Regions from separate parts of the Oryzias latipes genome. Here region 1 is linked to region 2. The links are chromatin contacts, called in public Hi-C maps. All regions are on one chromosome and are shown on one strand. Each heading gives the region's core, a stretch centred on a gene start, on an enhancer-like site or on the middle of the called end of the contact. The rest is flanking DNA. Distances are from core to core; before and after follow the strand shown. Region 1 has its middle 13 kb from the start of LOC110016227. Region 2 holds the start of epha4 (ephrin type-A receptor 4).

The links. Hi-C and Micro-C count contacts between places; a contact is called where the count stands out from the background.
Region 1: a Hi-C map of embryo shows a contact between it and region 2, with 2.3 times the contacts expected there. The contact joins the enhancer-like site here to the promoter of epha4 in region 2. A contact is called at or near these places in 2 of 5 Hi-C or Micro-C datasets (both in embryo).

Annotation. Positions count from the first base shown.
Region 1 is chr13:18,491,040-18,497,480 of ASM223467v1, forward strand. No RefSeq gene overlaps it. Among protein-coding and RNA genes, the nearest start is that of LOC110016227, 13 kb to the right of the region's middle. Within about 2 kb of position 4,617, at least 2 of the 8 cell types and tissues checked have an H3K27ac peak or open chromatin away from gene starts, as enhancers often do. A contact at or near this core is called in embryo, where this site is marked.
Region 2 is chr13:18,454,739-18,461,884 of ASM223467v1, forward strand. epha4 (ephrin type-A receptor 4) reads right to left here and starts at 3,610. Exons shown (of 18, transcript XM_020708322.2): 1 at 2,989-3,610; 2 at 1,603-1,670. The coding sequence starts at 3,085.

The DNA.
Region 1 (6,441 bases), core at 3,367-5,866, 37 kb after region 2:
CCTTGTATGCAGTTTGACTGTTGAAAATGAAGAAAATAAACAATCTAGTTTGTGTGGACATCCTCCAGGCTTCCTACAGGCACTCACTTGTTACATGCACGGAGAGTGCATGAAGCATTCACATCTGGTCAGTAAGGAGCCAGTATTTCCACTTTACTAACGATTAGAGTGTAATGTAAGGGCACCGTACAACAGCATCACCGTACATCAAACTTACCATTCTCTCATCACACCATTCGTTTAACCCTTGTGCTATTCTAGGCACTTTAACGTTGGGAGTTGGGTCATCTAGACCCACTAGACAGTGCGCTGAACCTTTTTTCTTCAATGATTTGTGAACCTCACTGGTGTCCATGGATTACATGAAATCTTTCCACCTTTATCCACCTTTGTCATGGTAGGGAGAACACGTCAATGTAAGGGTGGGGTCATCTAAGATAGCACAAGGGTTAAGCAGAAACTGCAACAGTCCTTAATTGACTGCTGTACTTGTTGATCCTTGCTTCTCTTACGAGACATGGACAACCCAAAAACCCTGCAGGACCCATACGTTTATGCAAATAACGTAAATCAGCTGATTCTGATGCATAGAAAAGCAATAGAATCAATACTCTTGTTCTCAGCATCAACTAAAATAAGGTCTTTTAAAACCTTAAACTGTTTTCAATTCTGGTGAATAGGTACTACATTTTTTTCACACCTAGAGACAAATGCATACTTGTAAATTCACACTTTTATGTAAGCATGCGCACGCATGCACCAACACAAACACACACCCACACTAATACACAAACACACGGAACACACAGACATACAAACACACACTAAGATGGAATCCCGCACACATTTGATTTGATTAATTTTTATTTCATGCACTAATTGTTGTCAATACAATAAAATAAATCACACAGATTTGTCAAGCTCATGACTGAATTGATGAAATGCAAAGGTAAACAAACAAACAAACAAACAAAAACAAGGCCACGCTTCAGTCAGTATCATCCCACCCCGACTGACTTAATTCATTTTATGGTTTTGCATAGTTTTTGTAATACGGTTCTGATCAGATAGATTCTTTTCAAGTTACTAAATCAAGTGCTTCACAGACAAACATTCAAATGCACACACATGCACCCCATTTAACACATTAATACACAAACACATACACTGTATCTCCAGTTTGCGTCACTCTCCTCCCATGAGGACCATACCTGTGTATACAGTATGTCAGAGTAAATTGCTGCCATATGGTAAATCTCATAGAGAGGTTGGAGCTGTCAATTCAAAAGCTGCCTTGTGTGGGTGGGTGGGGTAGACAGGCCACTTCTGGATGACAAACTATTGAAAACTGGTTGATGAAACCACATGCATGGAGACAGATGAGTCACTGTAACTTTCTCCTGAACGTGTAGGGGAACAAATCCTTTTCTGTGATCTTTAAGGAGACATCCCCCCCCTCCCCCAATGTTTGTTTACACTGAAATAAGTAAAGATTTTTCTGGATCCTCTCTTCAAGTGTTTGACAAAGCAGCATGAGTGCATCTGGGCAGTGAAAGCTCCAAGTGGGCTAGCCTGAGGACATCAGAGGAACAAAAGAGGCCAAATTTTTCTTATTGATGTCTTCGGCATCTTACTCCCACCGCTACCCTTCAACCCCCCCCCCCACACACACACACACACACACACACCCCGAACTGCGTCCCCCAGCCATTTTAACATCAGAAAAGACCCGGCGTCCTCAGCGCGTACTTTCTTGACAAGTCCCTCTCACAGTCACTCACCAAATGCTTAATCACGTTTTGGGATGTCAGTCCTCTCCACCCATTTACTAATCCTCTCTGAGCCCCACAGCTTTTGTGTTCAGACTTTAAGGGTTTTCCTGAGAGACAGAGGTCTGGCTGTCACGGTGACCCCCGACAAGGAGCGGTTTTAGCAGACTCCCAATTATTGCTACACCTTTTGGTGAAGCATAGAACTGCCTTTATTTAGGCCAGAGCCCAGCAGTGAGCATGTGAGTGCTGTGCATAAATATTCACGTATCAGAGCAAAGCTCTAAAATACAGAGCATGAGTAGTGCAACTGGAGCTGTGAGCAGCTCCTAACGCCACGTAAAAGCTAATCAGCCTTAATTGGTTTGGTCTGATTATTATTTATTATTGCTTCCTCCAAAGCCTTTCTTCATCGAGCCTCTGCATACTCACTCAGGAAGCAGATCCTAATTACTAATGGATGATGATTAAACACTGTGGGTCAGCCGGGGTGTGTGGGTGAATGTTTAAGGATGTGAGGGAATGTTCCAAGTTTGATCGTTTTTCTTTATTTCTACTGTTTTTTGTTTTATACATAACAATCAAAAAAAAATTACATTTGAAGATTTTCAGACCGCGTCAAAGAAAATGAAACTGAATAAATGTGTTTTACTTATTTCATTGAAACAAAGAAATAAAGAGGAATTCTGATAACTTTTTGAGAAAGACAACAGCTGCAAACAGCAACACTTAGGTTCAAAATGTCAAACCAACAAAAGAAAAACCTTAAGGAAACTGTTTCCATGTTTTGTATGTTGTCAAACATTTTTAAATGTATTCAATAATATTCATTCTGGCTTCACAGTGGTGTAGTGTTTAACGCTCTCGCCTTACAGTGAGAAGGTCCTTGATTCCCAGCTGGGTTCTTTCTTATTAGAGTTTGCATGTTCTCCTCAATCATATTTGGGCTTTTTCTCATAGTCTAAATACATGCTTCATTGATTAAATGGGATCTCTAAAATTGCCCCTAGGTGTAAAATTGTGTATTTGTGCAACTGTGTAGTCTTGCAACAGACAGGTGACTTGGCCAAACCTCACCTTCACTGTGAGTAATAGTAACGAAAGGGAAAGGGATTCAATGGGTTCTGAAGATGGATGGACGGACGGACGGACGGACGGACGGACGGGCGGGCGGGCGGGCGGACGGACAGACGGAGGGACGGCTGGATGGATGGATGGATGGATGGATGGATGGATGGATGGATGGATGGATGGATGGATGGATGGATGACTGGGTGGACGGACGAACGGAGGGACGGCTGGATGGATGGATGGATGGATGGATGGATGGATGGATGGATGGATGGATGGATGGATGGATGACTGGATGGATGGATGGATGGATGGATGGATGGATGGATGGATGGATGGATGGATGGATGGATGGATGGATGGATGACTGGATGGATGGATGGATGGATGACTGGACGGATGACTGGACGGATGGATGGATGGATGGATGGATGGATGGATGGATGGATGGATGGATGGATGGATGGATGGATGGATGGATGGATGGATGGATGGATGGACTGGATGGATGGATGGATGGATGGATGGATGGATGGATGGATGGATGGATGACTGGATGGATGGATGGATGACTGGACGGATGGATGGATGGATGGATGGATGGATGGATGGATGGATGGATGGATGGATGGATGACTGGACGGATGGATGGATGGATGGATGGATGGATGGATGGATGGATGGATGGATGGATGGATGGATGACTGGATGGATGGATGGATGACTGGACGGATGGATGGATGGATGGATGGATGGATGGATGGATGGATGGATGGATGACTGGACGGATGGATGGATGGATGGATGGATGGATGGATGGATGGATGGATGGATGGATGGATGGATGGATGGATGGATGGATGGATGAATGGATGGATGGATGGATGGATGGATGGATGGATGGATGGATGGACGGACGGATGGATGGAAAACCTGTTCTTCGGGAGTGTTAATACTGGTGTCATACCAACAGAGCAACTGTTCTGACCTACTACTTTATGTAAAACAAAATAAAAGTGTTTTAGACATAAACAATTCCAAAAAAAAAGCTGGAAAAAAGGATTCTGCAAATGATAAAGCATTTTTTGGATGTTGCTGTTTAGACTGATGAAAATGTGTCACACTTTAAAAAAAAAAAAAATTAAAAAAGGCCAAAGGGAAGGCATTTTCTGTAATAAAATCTTTATTATAAAGAACAAAATGAAGCTTGTGCAAACTGTGTAAAAAACATCACATACAACAGAGAAACTTCCTTATAGAGGAGAGCTGTACAGCACAGTTGGTCTACCCTAAAGCAGTAATCACAAGGTTTTTAGAAAAGAAAAAAACAAAAGTTTAATTTCTTCAAAAGTTAAAAGTATTTTCTTTTCACTCCTTGTGGATTATTCTTGTTATTCAATGTCAGGCTTCATATTCAACCTACCAGCAGGTGTGGTTTGAAAATGTTGACGTGAAAAAACACTAGTTTAAATTAACTATATTTGTCTAAAACAAAGCAACATTTTCTCCCTTGTCTACATCAAAATCCCTGCTAACCATCCACGTTTCTGAGGCTCCCTGGCTTGATCATGCTTTGTCCAGGCTTTGTCCAGGCTTTGTCCAGGCGTGGTTCAGGAACACCCTGCTGCTTGGAATTGGAACCCCCCACCACCACCACCAAATGCATTCACTCTTCACACTGATAAGGAGGATCCGTGCAGTTGGATGGACAAAGCTGCAGGGCTCAGAAGCTGTAGGAGGACGGGGAACTTTGATTGAAGACGTGCGTGGGTGTCTCTTCCCGCATGCCCCCCACCACCCACCCACCCCCACAGCTATAGAAGCCACAGGAGGCACCCACCAGTATACAAAGAACAAAAGCTAACACATGTGCTGCTGATTCACCCTGCAGATTCCCTTCAAACCATTGGAGCATTAAACAGCTCTTCGGTTTGCTTTTGTGTGTCTTCTTTGTCTCGCTCATGAAGTTTCAGTGGTCCAGCTCATGTTCCTAGAGGATTCTGTTCTGGTTGCAGTTCTTCGGCGAAGATGCAGCGAAACACCTTAGATAGACGTCCAGATGCCCTGGAGAACGGAACCCTATGATAATGCACATCTTTATTCAGCTGCTGATGTGTGTTTGTGTGAAGTCATTTCACTGAAACAGTAAAGAGTGATCAGTTGTTTTTTCCTCACAGACCAAACTGAAAATCCATCATCCATTTGCAGATTCTTTCTCTTCATCTTTTGTGTCCTAACTCCAGAGCACAAAGCCATAAGTGTAAAGTAAATCAGGTTTTTCTTCAGTCTCATTTGTTGCCTTTGTTTCTTTACCAATAAACACTACATTACAACCACCTTGATCCTTTGCCCTTGAATCAACATAATTTATCAAGGCAGCCTGATGTTTGCACCTCTAATTCAAACAGGAAAGTCCTACCAGTTGAAAAATAGCATTCCTCAAAGGGAAAAAAGTGTGTGTGTTGTGTGTGTGTGTGTGCGTGTGTGTGCGCGTGTGCGCTCATATGCACAACACTGCAAAAGGAGGTAGCCTAAAAATGGGATAAGAATCTCTAGAAAGCGTCAAATTATCTGTCCATTGAGGGAATAATTTAAAAACGTATAACAGTTTATCAAAATCTAGAAACAAGGAGTTCCACACATGCATTCAAAGTTTACTGTTAGATGAAATTACTTCATATTAAATGTTTTACAGCCCAATAATAAGCCATTTTAAGCTAGTTCTAAGCAATTCGTTTGTCTTCTTTAATTTTTTATGAACCTAATTGTTGCTCATTTTAATTACAGTGGGGGGAAAAAGGTGTAATAAGTAGAAACTACTCATTTTGGAACAAAATGGGAACAAAATGAGAATCTTATTACAAGTTGGACCATCTTAACAAATCCTTATAAAATCTAAACACTTATTATTAGAACAGAAATCTACATTTTCGTTTCCAAAATAGTGATAAGGAATGGCAGTCAAATATGTATTGAACTTTAAAGTAGCATCCTTAAAATTAAACCAAAAATCACAGTGCTATTACCTTAAGCCAGGGGTCGGGAACCTTTTTGGCCAAGAGAGCCATAAATGCCACATATTTTGAAATGTAATTTCGAAAGAGCCATACAATAATGTAGTGTCCCTTCCCCACACTGAGGCACGGAGACTTAACCTCTTTTAAAGTTCTTTATTCTGGTTACTGCAGACCGCAACAAACGCCGTTCAATTAATTCAGCAACTCCTGAATCTCTCCCGCTGACACGAGAGCGCTTCTCCCAACTTTATATTCACCTGCTCCCGCTCCAGCCCCTCCCATTTCCCTTATTCGGCCCATAGCTGAACCCCATTGGTCCAAACTACCTAACAACAGGCTGAGCGACAGAACTGAGAGCCAATCAGATCTCTGCTTGACGCGTTCAATGAACTCCAGAACTTTTAACGCGGCCCAACAGCCATCCAACTCAGTCCGCGACAATTTGTTTAAAACTAAATATACAAATGAATGTGTGCATTTGATTTAATTTCAACATTTTTAAAGTACAATAAGTCTGTGGATTCTTTTTAATAACATTGTTATTCTGTTGCTAATAAATGATGAGTATTTCTCGTGGTAGTTTT
Region 2 (7,146 bases), core at 2,360-4,859:
TCGCTGAGAGGAAATGTTTGTTTAACTTATGATACATTTCCCCTCTAGACAGAGTGCTGTTGAGCAAACACGAGCCTGTCTTAAGAGGCTCACAGCAGCGTGCTCCCTCAAGTTTTTCCTTGTCTTTGAGCTGGATTCCAAACAAGAGCAGCAAAGCCTTTGGCCGCTGTCCTTTTAACCATTAAAAATCAAACTGCACAACATAAACATTTGTGGATGGTGAGAGATCCGGGTTATCCTGCCAGATTTGACTTGATGTCTTATCATAAACAATCTGGATTAAAGCCTTATTTCCCAGGAGTGGGGAGGGATAATGCAAAATACAGCTGCAGCTGTATGATTTAGGAAAATGCCCATCAATCAATGCAGTTTCATTCCACTTTGCACCCCCTCCCCCCAACCCCCCTTTTGTTGTGGTAATCGAGCTGTATTGAGATAAGGCTGCACCTTTCCCTGATAGCAGGAAAGAGGAAGAATAAGACCAATTGGTAGTAATGAGAGGGCGAATGCACGTTTTCAGGGGCTGCCAGGACCCTGTCAATCACTCGTTTGAGATAAAAATTGGCCTGGGGGGGGGGGGGGGGGGCTCGGATGAAGCACTGGTTCATTTAAAAAGCTTACAGCTACAGCCAGCCTGCACCAACAGCACAAGGTGGGCTCCTACTGGGTTTGGTTTATTCTCTGACATGATTGTAGATCATTTATAATAATTTTCAGCAACATTAAAAGGCCTGCCTGTGCTTGTCATCTCATTTGTTTAAGTAGGACAGATTCAGGAGAAATTGCTGTTATTTTGGTTAATTTAGGCAATTATTCATCCACTCCAATAAATGTGGCTTGTCTGTGATCTAAATTACTCCTTATGTGCTGAACCCTTTCCCTCCCGTTATAAAATGTTTTCAGCCTGGAATCGTCCACCTGACCGAGTCACAGATACCCCAGCTACGCAGCAGGACGGCGCCTTGACTGGATGGTCTTTAATGTTGGTTTATAGCTTGTCATAATGCTGCTACAGCTGAAGCCCACAGCACTTTCCCCCCCATTCATCCATTCCAGGAGACTCTTTCTCAGCTGCCAGGTTCCTTTCTCTTTGCTCAGCTGAATAGGGGAAAGGGATATAAAGTTTCTTCACAAAGACCGATTCAATCCGCCGTCTATTCAGGAAACCTGACGCTCGCTGCAGTATCTGCCCCTGCAGTATCTGCCCCTGCATCTGACCATTACAGGAGGGTTGGAGAGAAGGGAGGCAAAGGGAGTGGGTAGCAGGGGCTGAGAGTGAAGGGGTGCCTGGTTTCTCAAACTGGATTCCTGGACCCCATGAGGCCCTGGGGGTGTTCCAGGGAGCCTCTGGGTTTAGTTAAAATAGAAACGGTCTAATTATCCATATTTCTATCCAACATAACAAAAGGATCTCACCTAGGCCTTACATTTTACAATAAAGGCAGTTACATAACGAAATGATTAACAAAGATATTATTGTGAGAGGCTCATCTTCATTTGGCAAAGTGCTCCACAGCTTTAGCCAATAATGGATATCATCTTTCTATTTTTGCTCAATAGGACACCAGGCGTCCAACCAGGATGCGTCTCCTCAGTACCTACCCCTCCTTCTGTCGGGCTGGCCACCCATCCCAGCTCCCCCTGCACAGCTCTTGAGTCGAGCAACGTGACTGAAAAAAAGAAGAAAAGGGAGACATAAACGGGCAGCTTCTGCGTCCACTCTGCCTGGGTTTCTATAGGTCAACCCGGTCGGTCCAACGAGGAGCAAGGAAGGAGAAAAGTGACAGGCCTTTACATTAAATAAGAAATGGTCAGAAGATGAGGGTCAGTCAGTCCGATGTGCGTTTTGTACGCACCCCATTATTTGCACCCATTTTCGTTCAGAAAATAATTAACAGCAGTTAAAAAAAAAACAATTTTCCAGTTGTGCTTTTTCCCTCAAACTGCAGTGGGAATGTGGCAGGCAGAAGAGGATGGTTTGAACACGCGCCAGTGCGTCAGGGCCGCTAAAAATCACAACAGGACGTTTCTGGACCTTCTTTCCATGATCTGAAAGCGCGCAGAGACTCGGTCCGCCTCAAAATAAATAAATAAATGAAATGTAAAAAAAAAAAAATCAGTCCCCGCGCTTAACAAAATGATTTGACGTATGAAAATCTAAGCAGCATCAATTTTAATGACGAACGTCTTTCCGTTCTTTAAAATTCTCGTGCTTGTCAGACAGAGCCGCAGCTTTCCCGAGGGGAGTCAGATCGGGGAGTAGAACTAATGGTGGTTATCAAAGTTTTATTTGTCTTTTAAACTACAATTTACTGCGCACTGCAGATCATCTCCTCCGAGCAGAAAGAAACCCGTTTTCACAAAAATATTGGCAGCTTTGAGTTCTGCACAAAATAATAAACTAATAATCATTTTATCTTTAATAAAAATTAATATTGTTCGTGTTTTTGTGTCTTGAATTATTTGTGATGTTACGAGCAGCGCACTTCAACTTTTGGAAATGTTTCCGAAAGATTCAAGAATCAAAGCGCGGAGCGTCCGCAGCAAACCGGAGGATGTTCCAATCCCAGTGAGTCTGACGGCGTCGGTCGGTGTCTCGCGTATTCAGTGAATTGAGTCCACTTTATTTCTCCTTTAAAGATGCGTCAAAGTATGCGGAAAAACTTGCGCAATTGTGCCTGTGTTTTTCAGCCACACACTCATCTCTTGACTCTTCCACTGAAAATGCTTCTTGGAGCCACAAGTTCGCGCTCAGCTTGCGCTCCCAGGCTGTCGGCGGCTGAGTGAGAAACCCTGCTGCTGCTCAGAGACCCGAGCGCACGAAACGCACCGCTCTTTATTTCCGTAAAAGCAAACAAGTCCGTTGGGTAAATGAGAACGAGGCAGCGTTTCGTTACCCAACGCTCCTCTGCGGCGCAAGAACTCGGGGCCACGGACCGACACGGAGCGACGGGGGAACGAGGTCTCCAGCACTGCAGGCATGCTTACCTTCATTTGGGGGGTATATCCTTGCAGAAGAACCGAGAGCAAAAATCCCAGAAATGAGAAAGATGAGTGTGAAGACAATCCCTGCCATGAGTGCCATTATTTGCGTCGTTGCTCTATCTGTTCACGTCCTCTCGGTTTCCCTCGTTCTCCGGTTGGGTCCTTCTCGCTCCTCTCGCCCTCCCTCTCCTTCCCAGCGGAATTTGGGTTTGAGGCGGACAGCGGCAAAGCACCAAGCGCTCCACGGGCAGGAGGCGGGTCCGCGCGCTCTGACGCGCACCCGTCAATCCCCACGGAGATGGGGCAGAGGGGGTGCAGATGATAGTGCCCTGCCGCGCACCCCCACTCTCTCACACACCAGAGGTGACAGCGCACTGACTCACACGACGGGATGATGATTCTCTGATATGGCGTTTTTTCCTGCAAGACATTTACACGACAAGTCTTAAGTCACGCAACCTCCACGCACCTGCTGAGATTTCTTAACAAACTGGAGAAGGCGGCGTTTGGGCGCGCAGAGCAGAAAGAAAAAGCAGAAATCAGATCAACATGAACAAATATGAAGAATCAAAGCTGCACACAGTGAGTGAAAAACAAAGCATCAGTTTCTGTCCTGCAGCTCGCAGTCCCGCGCAGACGATCCCGCGTCTGGCTCCGCACGAGCTGCACCGGGCAAAGGTTGCCACCTAGCGGAGGCACTGGCTCATCTTGTTCTGCCTCAAAAATCGGATTAGAGAACAAGCATGACTCCCACTAACGTTATGATGGTGCACTTTGCGGAATTGACAGAAGCTGTTTCAGGGTCTGCAGCAAAGCTTGTATTGGATTATTGTCACATGCTGAGATCCTGATATGATGAGGGCTTTATGGGTGTTTATGATGAGCTGTGCACAGACCCATCCATCAGGGGTGGAGAGCTCACTTCAAAGGCAAAATGATGTTGAGGCACTGCTGTTTCTCCTGCAGCTTTTCTTCAGACAAAGCCTGTATTGTTCGTGCTGGTGAACAGCCAGTTTAGATGCTTCTCACCAGGCGCTCCCACTCTTTCAGATGCTCCCACACAGGTCCTCCGTTTCTCCCACTGGATGCACCGCTGCTGCTGCTGCACTTGTCAGCAGGCTTTGAATGGTCAGCAGAAGACATTGTCACTGCAGGCGTGGGCTGATTGTGGGGTTGTGCATCAGCACTTGTTGCTGCAGGTTTGTGCAGCCGCATTCTTCACAGCAGCCTTTCACAGTCACATCAGAGAACGATTGCAGTATTGTGCTAGGAAGTCTCTTGAAAACAGCTGCATGCATTTCAAACTCACTTGGACTCAGGCTTCATACCAATCATTCAAGTGTTGGCTGGAAAAGGTTTTCTTCACACTCACTTTCGAGACCATTTTCCTTGGACGTTAGTGGCATATTAATATGGATTTTCTTAAATAACCATGATGAACTTGTCTGGATTTGTTTCATAGCAAAGAAAACAAAGAGAACATGTTTTGTTAAAGACCTGACAGCTAAACTGTCGCTTTTCTGAGTTATGAATTCATCTGTAAACAAGTGTCGTCCTGATTCATTAAGCATATTCAGAAAACCAAACAGTGATTGATCAAAAAAGCAGGAGCATCACACCTCCTGAAAGTCAGAAAGACACATATGACAGCCTGAAAGGAACGGATCAGACTCAAGAGCGACACTCATCTTCAGTCAGTGCTGAAATCCTCTAAAACAGTGATGATGATGATGATGATGATGATGATGATGATGATGATGATGATGATGATGATGATGATGATGATGATGAACATGATGGTCGAGTCAGAGAGCCAGTAGTCTGGTGGTGGGGGGCCACTCGTCTGTTTGTTTGAGTGAGTTTATTTAATTACACCCCATCGTTTCCTTTGTGCCACTGTCAAACCAGTTGCTTTTTTGCTTTTTTTGTGTGCGGGTGGGGAACCCTCCAACCAATACTTTCCTTCCGTTTCATCCCACTCTGCTTTCTCCACACAGCATCTGCTGCCCACACATCTGTATTGTGTGCCAATCATACACACTTCAAAGCATTCGTCTGTGTGAGCTCGCAGGATCTCTGCTTAGATTTAACACTATGACCAGAAAACGTGAGTTACCTATGTCTTACTCAGGAAATGTCACTTTCAGGGTATGTTCAAAACTAACTAGGTACCTTTTGGAAAATTCTCAATAATTTCTAAAAAAGAGAAATTCTTGACAGTTATTTAAAAATACTCACAGCATTATTAGTGAGTGTTTTCTCTGCGACATACAGTCTGACTTTGGAATTCTTTATAAAAGAAGATTCAAAAGTATGAGTACTTTTGGGGTGTATTTTTTTAAATATATTATATATTATTTTAAAATATATATGCTTTGAAATAAATGCTTTGCGAAATCTCATCTTAAATATACATACATATCCACTTTGATGTCAAAATATATTATATGAAAACAGTGACTGTTTTTCACTTTTTTATTTTAGCTTTTAGGGAGAGAATCTCCTAGTTTTGAAAGTGTAAAGATTTTTTTTGTTTTTAGGATGTGAAGCAAGAAACACTTGTTACATTTTCTCCTAAAGAGTGGGGGGTTTACATGGACTACTCGGGATTATACAATCTGAAGAACTTTTAATTTGAAATGTCAGAATCTGATTGTATTAAATCTGACCTAAAAGAAACCAAGTTATTGTTTTAACAAAACAATAAGCAACTTATGGTAGAAAAAGAGTTTCTACTTAGTGACTGCTACAGGTTCAGGTCTTGTTCTTCCACTGTTGTGCTTAACTGTTGGTAAGATTCTTATTTTGCTCAAATGCTGTGCCAGGTTTTCAGAAAACCAAATCAAACCAGGGGCCAAAAAGCCTCATTTGGGGACACTTGTTCTTCAGGCATCATTCCAGGGGTCTTCTTACTTCAAACGGAGAGCTTCATTTTACCCCCTTGGAGGCATTAGGATCCATTCTCACTGTTAAGAACTCCAACATTCAACACAGCAAATCAAGCCTGAGAGGTCTCAGACACAACAAACTTTTAAGACTTCTGCTTCTGTTTTCCTACAGATCAGACCCCCCCCCCCCCCCTCCCAACACACACACACGCACACACACAAATTCACATCACAGCTCAAAGAAAGGAAACCCTTCCGGATCACTGACAGTTTCTTTGGAACAATTTTTTCCCACCTACAAAAACTGCTTTATGCACCGTTGTTCCAATCAAGACCCTTTTAGTCCCTCCTCCTGCCGTTCAGTGACCCCACCCCCTCCAGACTGCCTCCACGCAAAGGTTCAGAGACCATTCAATCATTCAGACAGTCAGTGGGAGTCAGAAGAACCAAAAAGTGAGAATGGGGGACATGAAAGGAGCAGCTCTGTTCCAGGGTGTCAGTAAGGAGACTAAAACCTCTGGAGTTGTTGCTCACCGTGATGTCAGTCTGTATGGCCTTTAAACTCCTTTTATGAGGTATTCATGAAATCCCACTTGTTTCAATTTTAGTTTATCATCACTCAAATTATAGGCTGTCACATGAGATAAATCTCTGTCCTGTTAAATTCTCTCCAACAATCCATTTTTAAAATCTAAACTTGCGATAAAGACAAAAGGTTCCATTGGTATTTATTTCTTGTTTATAACATTTAAGAATCTTAATTAAATTGGATAATTTCATGGTTTGTCATTTTAGAGCTGAAAAAAAACTAAGCATATAAAGGAAAACAGAGGGTTTTTGGATGATGCACTTATGTATCAAAGCTTTTTTAAATCATGCATTACTGGCAGAAACATCTGTGTGGTGTTGATGTTCAGGTCGCACACTCAGCTCTGAAGCTCCTCCTACAGACACATCTTCATTTCTACCATGAATCACCATTCAGGAGGATGAACAGCTTTACAACAGTTTAAAACTTTCTGCTGAAACATTTTGCAACAATCATCCACCAAACACAAACGTGTTCTTCTGCCTTTTTCTGCATCATGCACCAACATGCTTTGCACTCACATTTACATCTTATGATTGTTGCTATTAACCCTTGTGCTATCCTAGGCGCTTTAAAATTGGGAGTTGGGTCATCTAGACCCAGTAGACAGTGCGCTGAACCTATTTTCTTCAATGATTTGTGATCTTCACTGTAATCCATGGATTACATGAAATCTTTCCACCT